2 separate regions of the Rattus norvegicus genome follow, and region 2 is linked to region 1. Evidence: chromatin contacts called from public Hi-C data. All regions are on one chromosome and are shown on one strand. Each heading gives the region's core, a stretch centred on a gene start, on an enhancer-like site or on the middle of the called end of the contact. The rest is flanking DNA. Distances are from core to core; before and after follow the strand shown. Region 1 holds the start of Foxo1 (forkhead box O1). Region 2 has its middle 140 kb from the start of Trnak-cuu5.

Region 1 (5,624 bases), core at 1,968-4,467:
TTTTATTGTAGTATCTCTCTTTTTTCCACTTTCTTTCTTTTTTTTTTTTTTTTTTTTTTTTTGGAGCTGGGGACCGAACCCAGGAGGGCCTTGTGCTTGCTAGGCAAGCGCTCTACCACTGAGCTAAATCTCCAGCCCCTTTTTTTTTCCACTTTCTTAATCCTCCCTTTCTCTTTCTTTTTTTTGGGGGGGTGGGTGAGTGGGTGCGTAGGGCCTCATGTAACCCAGACTAGTTTGGAATGCATCCTAAACTCCTGATCTTCCTGCCACCACCTCTGAAGTGCTGGGGTTACTGGTGTGTACTATCTTAGGAGTTTATGCCAGAGGCCAGGGCACGGTGTATGCTCAGCAGGCATGCTACCATCTGGCTAAGTCACTGCTTTCTCAGTCTTGTCAGTGAAGACTTCACTCATCTTGGCGGAATTCAGGTGACTAGAATTACCAAGATGCACGGTTAGCAGGAAGAAGACACACCAGCTACAACGATTATTGTATTGTACACTGGTATTACGGGATGGTTATACTTTTTTGCAGGTACATTGATAATATTGATGGGAAGCCAGAAGTGGAAGCTCTCACCCTGGCACTGCTCTCTTAGTGGGATGTTTTACTATCTATTAATCAAAGGAGGCCGAAGATAACCCACATTTACTTTCCACTGCAACATTTTTACAGGGTTACCAGAGAAGAATGTTTAACTTGACATAACTTTTATCAAAGGCACTTTGCCTGTTTCTTTCAAAATCCCCAAAGCACATCATGCCTGCTTTCCCAGTGACTCCTGTTTTTGCATGCATCTCCCTACTTGTGAGGACGTGAAATGACAGTTACAACACAAGGTTATTCTTTACAGACTGGTTTGTACCAGGGGAGGATAGGAAATGTGTGTGAAACGATGTTCTGCCATGCCTATGCTTCAGTATACTGACTTCTTGACACAACCACGAATATTCCCCCTTATCAACTTTTTAAGATGCATTAAAAAAAAAAAAACCTTTGTATTAGGGACATTGATTGTACAGGTTCTTAGGCTTTTTTTTTTTTTTTTTTTTTGTCTCGGCTTAGGACCCCACACATTTAAGCCTTTGCTATCACTAGCCTATACTATGACATTTAAAGAAACAATTGGGGACAGTGGCCTTAGAGAATTTGAAGATTTGGGGAAAGCATTAGGAAAACTCCCTTAACCAAATACTCTTATCGGTACAGTCCCTGAGAAACTGGAATGGAAATGAGGCTAAGGCCAAATTCACAGCTGGATTTCATTGCCAAGAATGGCCCACCAGTGCTCCGCCTATTTGCAGGGTGCGGCTGTCTGACTGTGGGCCCACCTCAGCACAGCGTGATTACAAAGGAGCAGCCAGGGTTGTGCTTTGTGGTCCTTTTTAAGCTCACCCATTTACTCAAGGCTCCCCGCGGCTGTCAAAGAAGACCTCACCAGCCAAAATTCGTAGTCAAGGTAATGCAGTCAACCCACCTCTGCCCTCAACACCTCTGGTTTAGGATCTCCACTCAAATCTTTTTTATTAGTAGGCAGCCGGTTCCGGAAAAAAGGGATTATGAATAGGGGCCTGGATTAGAGACACTGCTAGATGCAAAGTGGAAGGAATAAGAAGTAAGAAGCCCGGTTTTCTTGGAAGCCTCATTTTACATAGAAAAACTCCACGTAAGAAGGAGTGACATACAACAGCAACAAGAAATTAGGAGCTGTCTTTTGGGACATATTTAAAACCCCGATATGCATCTTCAATTCTAAGGTGTCCCTAGTCATTAAAAGAAAATGCCACCCATACTTCTTTTTAAAAGAGAAAGCAAATCAGAAAAATCAAGCGAGGAAATATTTTCTTCAACTCTATAAAGGCAAAAAGGATCATTGTCTTTCTACCTCTGGCTCTGCTGAACCTATATTAGATACCCGGGTTTGGGAACTTAAAGAACTGGAGAGACGAGCTGTGCCCCAACAATTGTGGCTTATCTCCTTTTGCGACTTCAACACCTCATCGCTTCCATTCTCAATAAAAAAGAAGTAAGCAACCAGTTAAATTTAATTAGGGGCAATAAAGTGACAAGATTGTCTCTAAACACTCTCCTCTGACCCTTTAGCCACCACTCTGGTCCTCAGGAAAAAGTGAGATTCTCGTAACAGGAAAGAGGTTCCATAGAAGACTTCAGATCTGAGGCGCTACTGGATCTAGGTGCTTGTGCAACAGTCTTCTCCCCGCGCCGCACCTCTTTTGGGTTCAGGATGACTGGAGGCTGGGGGCTGGGGCTGGGGCTGGAGAACCGCGGAGGCTCGGCTTGCAGGTGTGCACAGGTAGGGTGGGAAGGGGAATCCGGAGCCGCAGAGCGACGGATCTTCACCGTAGGATCTTCGTGCCTGGGGCGGCCCGGGCAGATGCCAGCTTAAGAAAACATTTCTCCAAAACAAACCCCACCGACTTCCCGAGAGCTCCGCGAAGACGCGTGGGCGGAGCGGGCTGAGTGGAATCCACGAGGCGCCCCACCGCCCACGTCGCGTCCGGGAGCGCGCAGCGGCTCCGCGCCATCCCGGGAGTCGGGGTCTGGGCACTGCCTGGAGTACTCGATTGCACTCCGTAGTAAACAAAAGTATGGTCGCCGCCTCCACGCCGGTTTGCCTCCTAGCAATCCGAACACTGAGGCGCCAGAGACTCAGAAACACTTGAGAATTACAGAAAATAATAACGGAGATTAGAAAAAAAAAGTGTGTGAGAAAGAAAAACACCCCGCTGCCCCCCACCAACCTACTGCCGCCTCCCGAGGGAAAGGAGCTCCCTCCCAGGCCCGCGTTCATTGGTTGTCTAGGCAGAGACTTGGCGCGTCCATTGGTCGCGCAGCCTGTCAGTCAAGGGCGGGGCGGCGCGCGCGCCGCCGCGGGCGGGGAGCCGCTGCAGATCCCGTAAGACGGGAGGCTGCGGAGTCGCTGCAGTCCCCGCCGCCGCCACATTCAACAGGCAGTAGCGCCGCTGTCGCGCGGCCGCGGGGGAGAGAGAGCGGCCCGCGGCGTCCGCCGGTCTGCCCTTGCGTCCGCGGCCCTGTCATCAGGAGCGTGGTGCCCGAGCTGCCGGGCTCCGCGGCCTGGTCCTTGCCCCGTCCGAGGCACGAACTCGGAGGATCCCCGACACCGGTGACCCAGCGAAGTTAAGTTCTGGGCGCGTCCGTCCGCTGCGCCGCTCCTCGCTCCGGCGTGCGTCCGCCGTCCGCGGCCCCCAATCTCGGAGCGACACTCCGAGCGCCGGCTCCGCGCCCCCGGTGGCCGCGTCTCCTGGTACTCTCTGCTGGTGGGGGAGGGGCGGGGGGCACCATGGCCGAAGCGCCTCAGGTGGTGGAGACCGACCCGGACTTCGAGCCGCTGCCTCGGCAGCGCTCCTGCACCTGGCCGCTGCCCAGGCCGGAGTTTAACCAGTCCAACTCGACCACCTCCAGCCCGGCGCCGTCGGGCAGCACGGCCGCCAACCCCGACGCCACGGCGAGCCTGGCCTCGGCGTCCGCTGTCAGCACCGACTTTATGAGCAACCTGAGCCTGCTAGAAGAGAGCGAGGACTTCGCGCGGGCACCGGGTTGCGTGGCCGTGGCGGCCGCAGCTGCCGCCAGTAGGGGCCTGTGCGGGGACTTCCAGGGCCCGGAGGCGGGCTGCGTGCACTCGGCGCCGCCGCAGCCCCCACCGACCGGGCCGCTGTCGCAGCCCCCACCGGTGCCTCCAGCCGCCGCGGGGCCACTCGCTGGGCAGCCGCGCAAGACCAGTTCGTCGCGCCGCAACGCGTGGGGCAACCTGTCGTACGCCGACCTCATCACCAAGGCCATCGAGAGCTCGGCGGAGAAGAGGCTCACCCTGTCGCAGATCTACGAGTGGATGGTGAAGAGTGTGCCCTACTTCAAGGATAAGGGCGACAGCAACAGCTCGGCGGGCTGGAAGGTGAACGGCCTCGGGGCGGCCCGGGGGGGTGGATTTGTTGGGGCCCGCCGAGGGTCGGCCGTGTGGGTGTTCCGGGCCCGGAAATGATGGGCGCACGGAGAGAGCGGGCGAGAAATGGCAGGTGTGGCGGGGGCTTCCCCGAGACCTGGAGCCAAATTTGGACGAAGTGCAGGCGAGGGAGTTCTAGAGGGACCCCGGGAGGGCTTGTTTGAGAACTTAAGTGAAATGCCAGAGCAGGCTTGGAAGTTGGCTAGTTGTTGGAGTAGAGGGGCTGGCTTCGAAGGGTTCGCCACTTGACACTCCGGACCTGCGAGGGGTCGGGGCGACTCCTCCGCCCACATGCGCACCCACTCTCCCGACCCTTGGCCGACGAGGTTCCCTCGGACCCGACAGCAGAGGTGACGGGAGCACTGGAAACATTCCCCACGCACACGCGGGGCTCCCGCAGCTGATGGGTTAGCTAAACGCGCAGCGTGCTGAGCGCTGTGCGGGCCAGCAGTTGCCGAAGGTTCCCCGAGGCCGGGGCAAATTTGGTTTTTTTATCCAAAGTGGCCTGAATCGAGCGTTCCCACTTGCTGGGTACGGTTTCTGACGCGCGCGCAAGTGGGTGGCTAAGGTTTTTAGGCTCTGGGCAACCTAAAGTTCAAGTGTGACCCTTGGCCGGGGCGGGAGCAGGCGAGGAGGGGAGGGACCGGGTGTACAGGAAGCCAGAACCTTTAAAGGGCCAGTGCCTCCAGGCTGGGAGGCCACACTTTTGCGCTCAGAGAAGGGCTTCCACAATTGGGCTGGCTTGGGGAGGTATGCTTTTAATTGAAAGCCGAGTCGCTGTTGTGTGTGACCAAATTGTGCATGAGTGTTGTGGAGTGATTTCTCTTCCCATAAAGCTTGGGGCTACCCACGACCTGGTAAGGCTGGGAGCTGTGAGTGAGTATTTGGTGGAAGTCTTAAGTGGGGTGCTCACTGGGGAATTGCCAAAGACACCTGCCTTGAAGGAGGATTGCAGACCTATAAATTAGGTGTTTAAGATTGTTGTTTGTTTACCTTTCCAAAGGTGGCAGGGAGAGACTGAGGCGACTCAGTGTGGACTGTGGCATCTCTACCTTAGGGGTTTGGGGGTGGTATAAGGGCCTAGGGCATTTTGGGAGGAGAGAATCTTACCTAGAAGTCCCTCTCGAGGTGTGGCCACCCCTGGCTGACAGTTTCTCAGTCACAGGTGGGACATAGCTTTTCTCCCACCTGGTCTCTGCTGTATAGCAGAACAGAGATTAGCCTTCACTGCATGCTTGTTAGAGCGAGGTGGTTTCACATACTCTGTCATCCCTGTGGTTAAAGTATCTTAAAGGTCAACTTACTCACCTCATAGAAAGTTCTTGCAGAAAGAGCCAGGGGTTGTTTTATTTTTGCCACAGTGTTTTAAAGATATATACAACACCTTATCCTTGTGTAATATTACCAAGTGTTCCAAAAAGCAAATTACCTATTTTTCATATTCTAAGAATTCACAAAATAGTGGTTGTCTTTAAAATCTAATTTTACTTAACATTTGACTTTAAGTACCTGACTGCTTTACTTGTTTATGGGGCTTCAGCTGTTACATAGAACATTTGCCATTGCAAACAAAACATCCAAACAAAAAACCCTAAACCCTCTGGGCACCCAAAGTACAGTGTGTACTTAACACCATTCTTTT
Region 2 (5,624 bases), core at 1,416-3,915, 300 kb after region 1:
TACAAATGTAAAGTAGGCACGGTAACAACACGTATTACATAAAACTGTCACGGAGATTAAACGTTATAATAGATAAAAGCACTTACAGCCGTGTGCGACGTGTCAGACAACTCAATACATACATCATTGTCAACACTACTTGTGTGACAGGTCCCATGCCAACCAAGTGAGTTCTATGCAAGTAACTCAGCTCGTCAATGGAAAAAAAAAGGATCTGCTTACTTTTATATATGAAAAAGATAATTTGGGGAACTATTTTTACTACTTAAACTCATTTAAAAAATATTCTTTGAAACTAACATACTCACCACATAGATTAAAATCTTTAATCCCTCTGTCTCAAGTATTGTTTACTTTAATTCACCTGCCCCAGTCAGTTCAAACCTTCATAGAAGATTCCATGTCTCAGGCATCTTTCTCATCTTTCCTGCTTTTTTGGTCATGTGGCTTTTGCTACAATGTCTGTTTCTCCATCCAATCCACTCTAAGTACCAACCCCTCCAAGTGGAGGCCTGCGCAGAGTTCATAATAAAGTGCTCACTCTCTCTGGCTTGGAGCCTAGGATCTTTTCTTTCTGGTCCTAACCACTCGGATCATTCTGCTTCCTGGCCTCCTTTACATGTTATTTCTTCTCACTTGCTCCACCCATTGTTGTCTTGCTAATATTCTTTCCTTCCTTGTCTCTGCAAAGTTCTTTTACTAATTCGCAGGACAGTCTCTCAGTAAAACATTGAAACATTGTATCTAAAGGGATGCTTAGACAAGTCCTACACCCAGTCTGAAGCCCTCGTGCCTCTCCTCAGAGATCACCACCATGGTTAGCCCAGCTATGCTTTTGCACACCCCAGCCTAGCATTTACATATCCACACGAACCTATAAAGTGTTTGTGGTGTGCCTTGTTATTTTGGGTGGATGTCTATGACATAAATAGCAACGACTGTACTTATCTTTCTGTCACTTCCTTCTCTCCCCCAAGAATCTGGCCTAGCAATCTGCCCATCAACACACACTCCGAATACCACCACTGATTCTCCAAACTTTACAAGATCTCATTTATGGGATATGGCTTCCTTCTCCTGTCGTTGGTATCCAACCCTGACACAGGAAGCTCTGGCTTGTTTCCAGATATAAGTGTGCAGCTATAGACAGCCCTATGAAGTCGAGGCTTCAGTTTCATTGTCTTTAAAACGGAAGCAGCCATTTTCCACCCTTCTTATAGGCGCCTGGCTCAAATAAAGCAACCCGCGTGAGAGAACTTACCTATTTACTTATACAAGAGGTTGTTGTCCTGTGTGAATGAAGGACGATGCAATTCGACTGTGTGGTTTCATAGAGGTTTAAATGGTATGGAATTCAAAGTTAATAAAGTAATGACCAATAAGACAAAATGCTGGAGGTGTGGCTTTACATTGCAAAGGTTGCTACATCAATTCTTTGGGCTTTCTTTTCATAATAACAAAATTGGCCTTATAATGAGGTGGTATAGACGTAACTTACACTTCCTTTTTTTAAAATGGGGAAGTGAGAGGGGCACAAACATTTATTAGACCATGCATGGTGTGCTGCCCCTTCATTTTATGAAAACTTTCAGACACCCGCAAAGTTGAATCTACTAAGACACCTTTAAACAGACATGCAGAGCCGATATGGATGTTTTGTTGCCTTGTTTTTATTACAGACCTGCCTGTTGATCTGTCTTCTCATGCATACATTCATATATGTAGTTTTGAGGGCTACATTTCCATGTACTCTGCAAGTATTAGTAAAATTTCTGGGCTGGGGATGGCTCGGCTGCTAAAGACTAGACCCATAACCAAAATGTAAAGTCAAAATTTCCCTAACAGGCCCCAAATCATACATATCAACTAACTAGTCTTTAGCATTTGCCTATAGTATTTTTTCTCTGATGCAAATGAAGGTTCAATTTAATGGTCTCAAAAATAATCTTGGCCTGGTAGGGTATCTTTGCGTGCTTTTCTGTTATTGAAATAGTGAAGTCCCCTTTTTCGAACCAACTCTCAGGTTAAAAAGCTGGAATGTAAAATAGATCACAACAGAGCTTCCTTGGATGAGAGAGACAGGGGGCCTGCAGCTTTTGCTTCCTAGGGTGGTCTCTCAGGCTCTCCCTAGATGGTTACAGTGCCATGAACTATTCAATTCGGGTCAATTTATTAACCTCATAAGTCTTGGTGTGATCTCTACGAAGCAGGGCTTTATAAGTAGCTCTTTCCAAGCTTCTCATTTCCCATGATGCCCAAACTCTGAGCCTTTTGCAGATTCCTTTTTTCCTTCCCAGCCTTGCAACAGAAAGCTTTCTTTTGTTTTAATGAGTTCAGTACAAAAAGCCACATTTGAGACTGTGATGTGAATGAATGCCTCAAGTAAAAACCACAATCGGAGGGACTGTCTGTGAAATGGAAGAAAAGTGGAAAAACAAGACTCTGACCTCAATAGAGAGCAAAGTACAGAAGCCTGGGTGAGCACAGCAGCATGCGTGTGTAGCTACCCTGCCCATCTTCCACGGCCTTTGCCAAGTAAGGCCTAAAAAGTATCCCCAAAGAATGCATATGTCATGTTAAAAATAAATTCTGCTTGGTGCCTTGCAGAGGCATAATGCTTTTGTGTGTGGAAGAGGACAGAGCCTTCACTCTCTCAGGCGAGAGGGCTCTATCCAGTGCCCACATCTAGCAGCAGTCTGAGCAGATGGGGGACTGTTGGGTGGAAGCTAAGTCTGGGACCAGGTTGGGCCAGAATCACATGAGCCAAGTGAATGTGTTGGAGAATAAGTGTTGTAGCTATAGAGAGACCATAATTTGTCATCCACATTCAGAAGAAGAAGAGGGGAGGGAGAGAGGAGGAGGAGGAAGAGGAGGGAGAGTAAGAGGAGGGGAAGGAGAAAGGAAAGGGGAGAAAGAAGAGGAGAAGGAAGAGGGGGGGAGGAAGAGGAGGGGAGGAAGAGGAGGGGAAAGAGAAAGGAAAGGGGAGGAAGAGGAAGAGGAGGAGGAGGAAAAGGAGGAGGAGGAGGAAGAGGAAGAAGAAGAAGAAGAAGAAGAAGAAGAAGAAGAAGAAGAAGAAGAAGAAGAAGAAAAAGAAGAAGAAGAAGAAGAAGAAGAAGAAGAAGAAGAAGAAGAAAGTGTCTGAAAATGGAGGGAGAAAGCAAGCAGGGTTAGGTTGGAGTAAGGTTGTGAAGCACAGAAGAGTAGAATGGGCCCAAGCCTGTGCTATGAAGGGTGTCAGGTACTCAGAGGTAATCCTAACTACTAAGAAATACTACACTGCGGCTAGCTAATCCAAGGACATAAATGTTAGGTTACAGATGGCTACTTAGTAAATGTTTATTAAAGGAAGGGGGGATATGGACAGAAATAAGGCGATATAGATAGATAGATAGATAGATAGATAGATAGATAGATAGATAGATAGATAGACAGACAGACAGACAGATAGGATGGATGAGCTCAACCTGAACTGCAGAAGCTCTGGGCAGGGTTCTAGGATCATTGCTGTGAGGTCGTCATAGAGAACTTGAATATAAGTTCTTTGCCAACAGCTATCATTTTAAACGTATTTTTACCACAACTCAGTTTCAAACAGGAGGGGGAAGGACCCAAACAAACCCATGTCCATCCACACTCAACATGCCAAGAGTCTTTCAAAATGTACGTTGTTCTAACAATTTCCTTTCCATTCTTTGTCCCCTTTCCTAAAATACTGGTTTGTAACCCTCAAGCCTAAAAGTTCTAGATCCAAGCTCTTTGATCTTTTCTAGGACGCTTTTTTTTAAACTTTATTTTTTTCTGTGAGGATCTCTTTTCTTTCCAGAATTCTCAACCTAGTGTGTCCCTCCTACCTCCTGCCTCCTAAATGGAGCACCAGACTCATCCTGTGTCATGGGAAGCAAACACCATTTCTGCTTTTGCACTCCTCACTCCGCAGTGTGGGCATCCACAGCATTGGCCTTGAAAGCATCACTGCTCCTCAGCTGTTCTCTCTGCCTCCCAGGCTCTGCTCCCTTACTTCCCACACCTTCCTTCACTTTCAAGGCGACAACCTTTTACCATTGACCTTCAGAGGGTCACATTGTCACCTGACTACACAAATCTTCCGCCAATTTATTCCTCCTTCTCCCCTTGTTCATCCTTGTTCCTTCCACCTTTGACTGAGTATTTTCGATCTGTACTTCCTTTTTTTTTTTTTTTTTATTTATTTATTATATGTAAGTACACTGTAGCTGTCTTCAGACACACCAGAAGAGGGCATCGGATCTCTTTACAGATGGTTGTGAGCCACCATGTGGTTGCTGGGAATTGAACTCATGACCTCTGGAAGAGCAGTCGGGGGCTCTTAACCACTGAGCCATCTCTCCAGCCCCTCGATCTGTACTTCCTTAATAGGGATCTTTTTCTTCATTTATGTTATGCATGAATGCATTCATTTATTTAACCAGCCTTTCAAATTTAGCTTAAGGAATGTTTTAATGAGTGAAATATAAACTCAGATACTAAATAGAAAAAAGGAGATAATGTAATTCCCACCCTCAAATACCTTGAGGAACAGCAAAAGGTTGGATTCGTACAGTGAATTTGAGGTAACAAGGTCATTGGAATGTGCCACGTGGGCAAAGGGTCAAGGTTTGGACCTTTGTAGACCTGGATTTAAGTTTGGGTACTACCAGTCTCTAGCCATCTGCTTTGGGGTGAATAACTCCAAATGCCAGTTTCTCCTTCATTAAATGGTAGTTTGGGTAGTTGTGGTATGTGATAGTTTATCTTGACTATAAACTTGATTAACTTGAGAAGTGCTTGGGCCACCTCTGCCTATCTCTGAGGATTCACGAGGTAGGGGAGGACCCAGCCTGGGCATCAGTTACACCACCTATGGATGGATGGAGACCTGGATGGGATAAAATGGGTAGAAGGAGGGAGCCTGGAACCACATACACTCTGTGCTTTCTGGGAGTTGTGTTATGAATGGCTCTCTTTGGGCATCTTCTCCTAGCTGCCCATGAAGGACTGAAACACCTGGTGCGCTCAGTCACAAGTTCTTCCTGTTCTATAAGTTGTTTCCCTCGGGTGTGAGTTACATCTGAGAGATGAAAAATCTGAAACAATGTCACGGAGGTAGTATTATCTCATTTAATCTCCCAAGTTCCCGTCTGCTGTGTGCTGTCATTAGCCCTACAGATAAGGAAACTGAGGCTCTGAGATAAGAACTTAAATGTTCTTATCGAGCACATTTCAAGAAGCTCCATGCATAAAGCTACCTTAACTTCTCTGAGAATACAGAATTTGGGCTCCTTAATATCACAGACCAGAGCCTAGTTTTATAAATTATTTGCAGGGGTTATCACATACTCAGCAGATGTATTGCTCAGTTAGAATGGCACCTGCCAGTTTCCTGCTCAAGAGATCTGCATGATACTTTCCCCCATGTTCATGTGTGATCTATAGAGGACATCAACAGATCATAACTACCATCAAGACCGGGTACCTGTTCTGTGCTGTGCAGTTTACACACATGAGTTCCTGGTATCTTACAACCATATGAAGTAAATGTTATCCGTCAAATTACAGATGGGAAGACTGCCTATGGGTAGATGGTAAAACTTCCTTTCGCTGCTTCT

The links. A called contact is a pair of places that touch in the nucleus more often than the background predicts.
Region 2: a Hi-C map of frontal cortex shows a contact between it and region 1, with 2.2 times the contacts expected there. The contact joins the enhancer-like site here to the promoter of Foxo1 in region 1.

The regions. Positions count from the first base shown.
Region 1 is chr2:138,459,757-138,465,380 of GRCr8, forward strand. Foxo1 (forkhead box O1) reads left to right here and starts at 3,218. Exons shown (of 3, transcript NM_001191846.3): 1 at 3,218-3,934. The coding sequence starts at 3,323.
Region 2 is chr2:138,764,621-138,770,244 of GRCr8, forward strand. No RefSeq gene overlaps it. Among named protein-coding and RNA genes, the nearest start is that of Trnak-cuu5, 140 kb to the right of the region's middle. Within about 2 kb of position 2,666, at least 18 of the 93 cell types and tissues checked have an H3K27ac peak or open chromatin away from gene starts, as enhancers often do.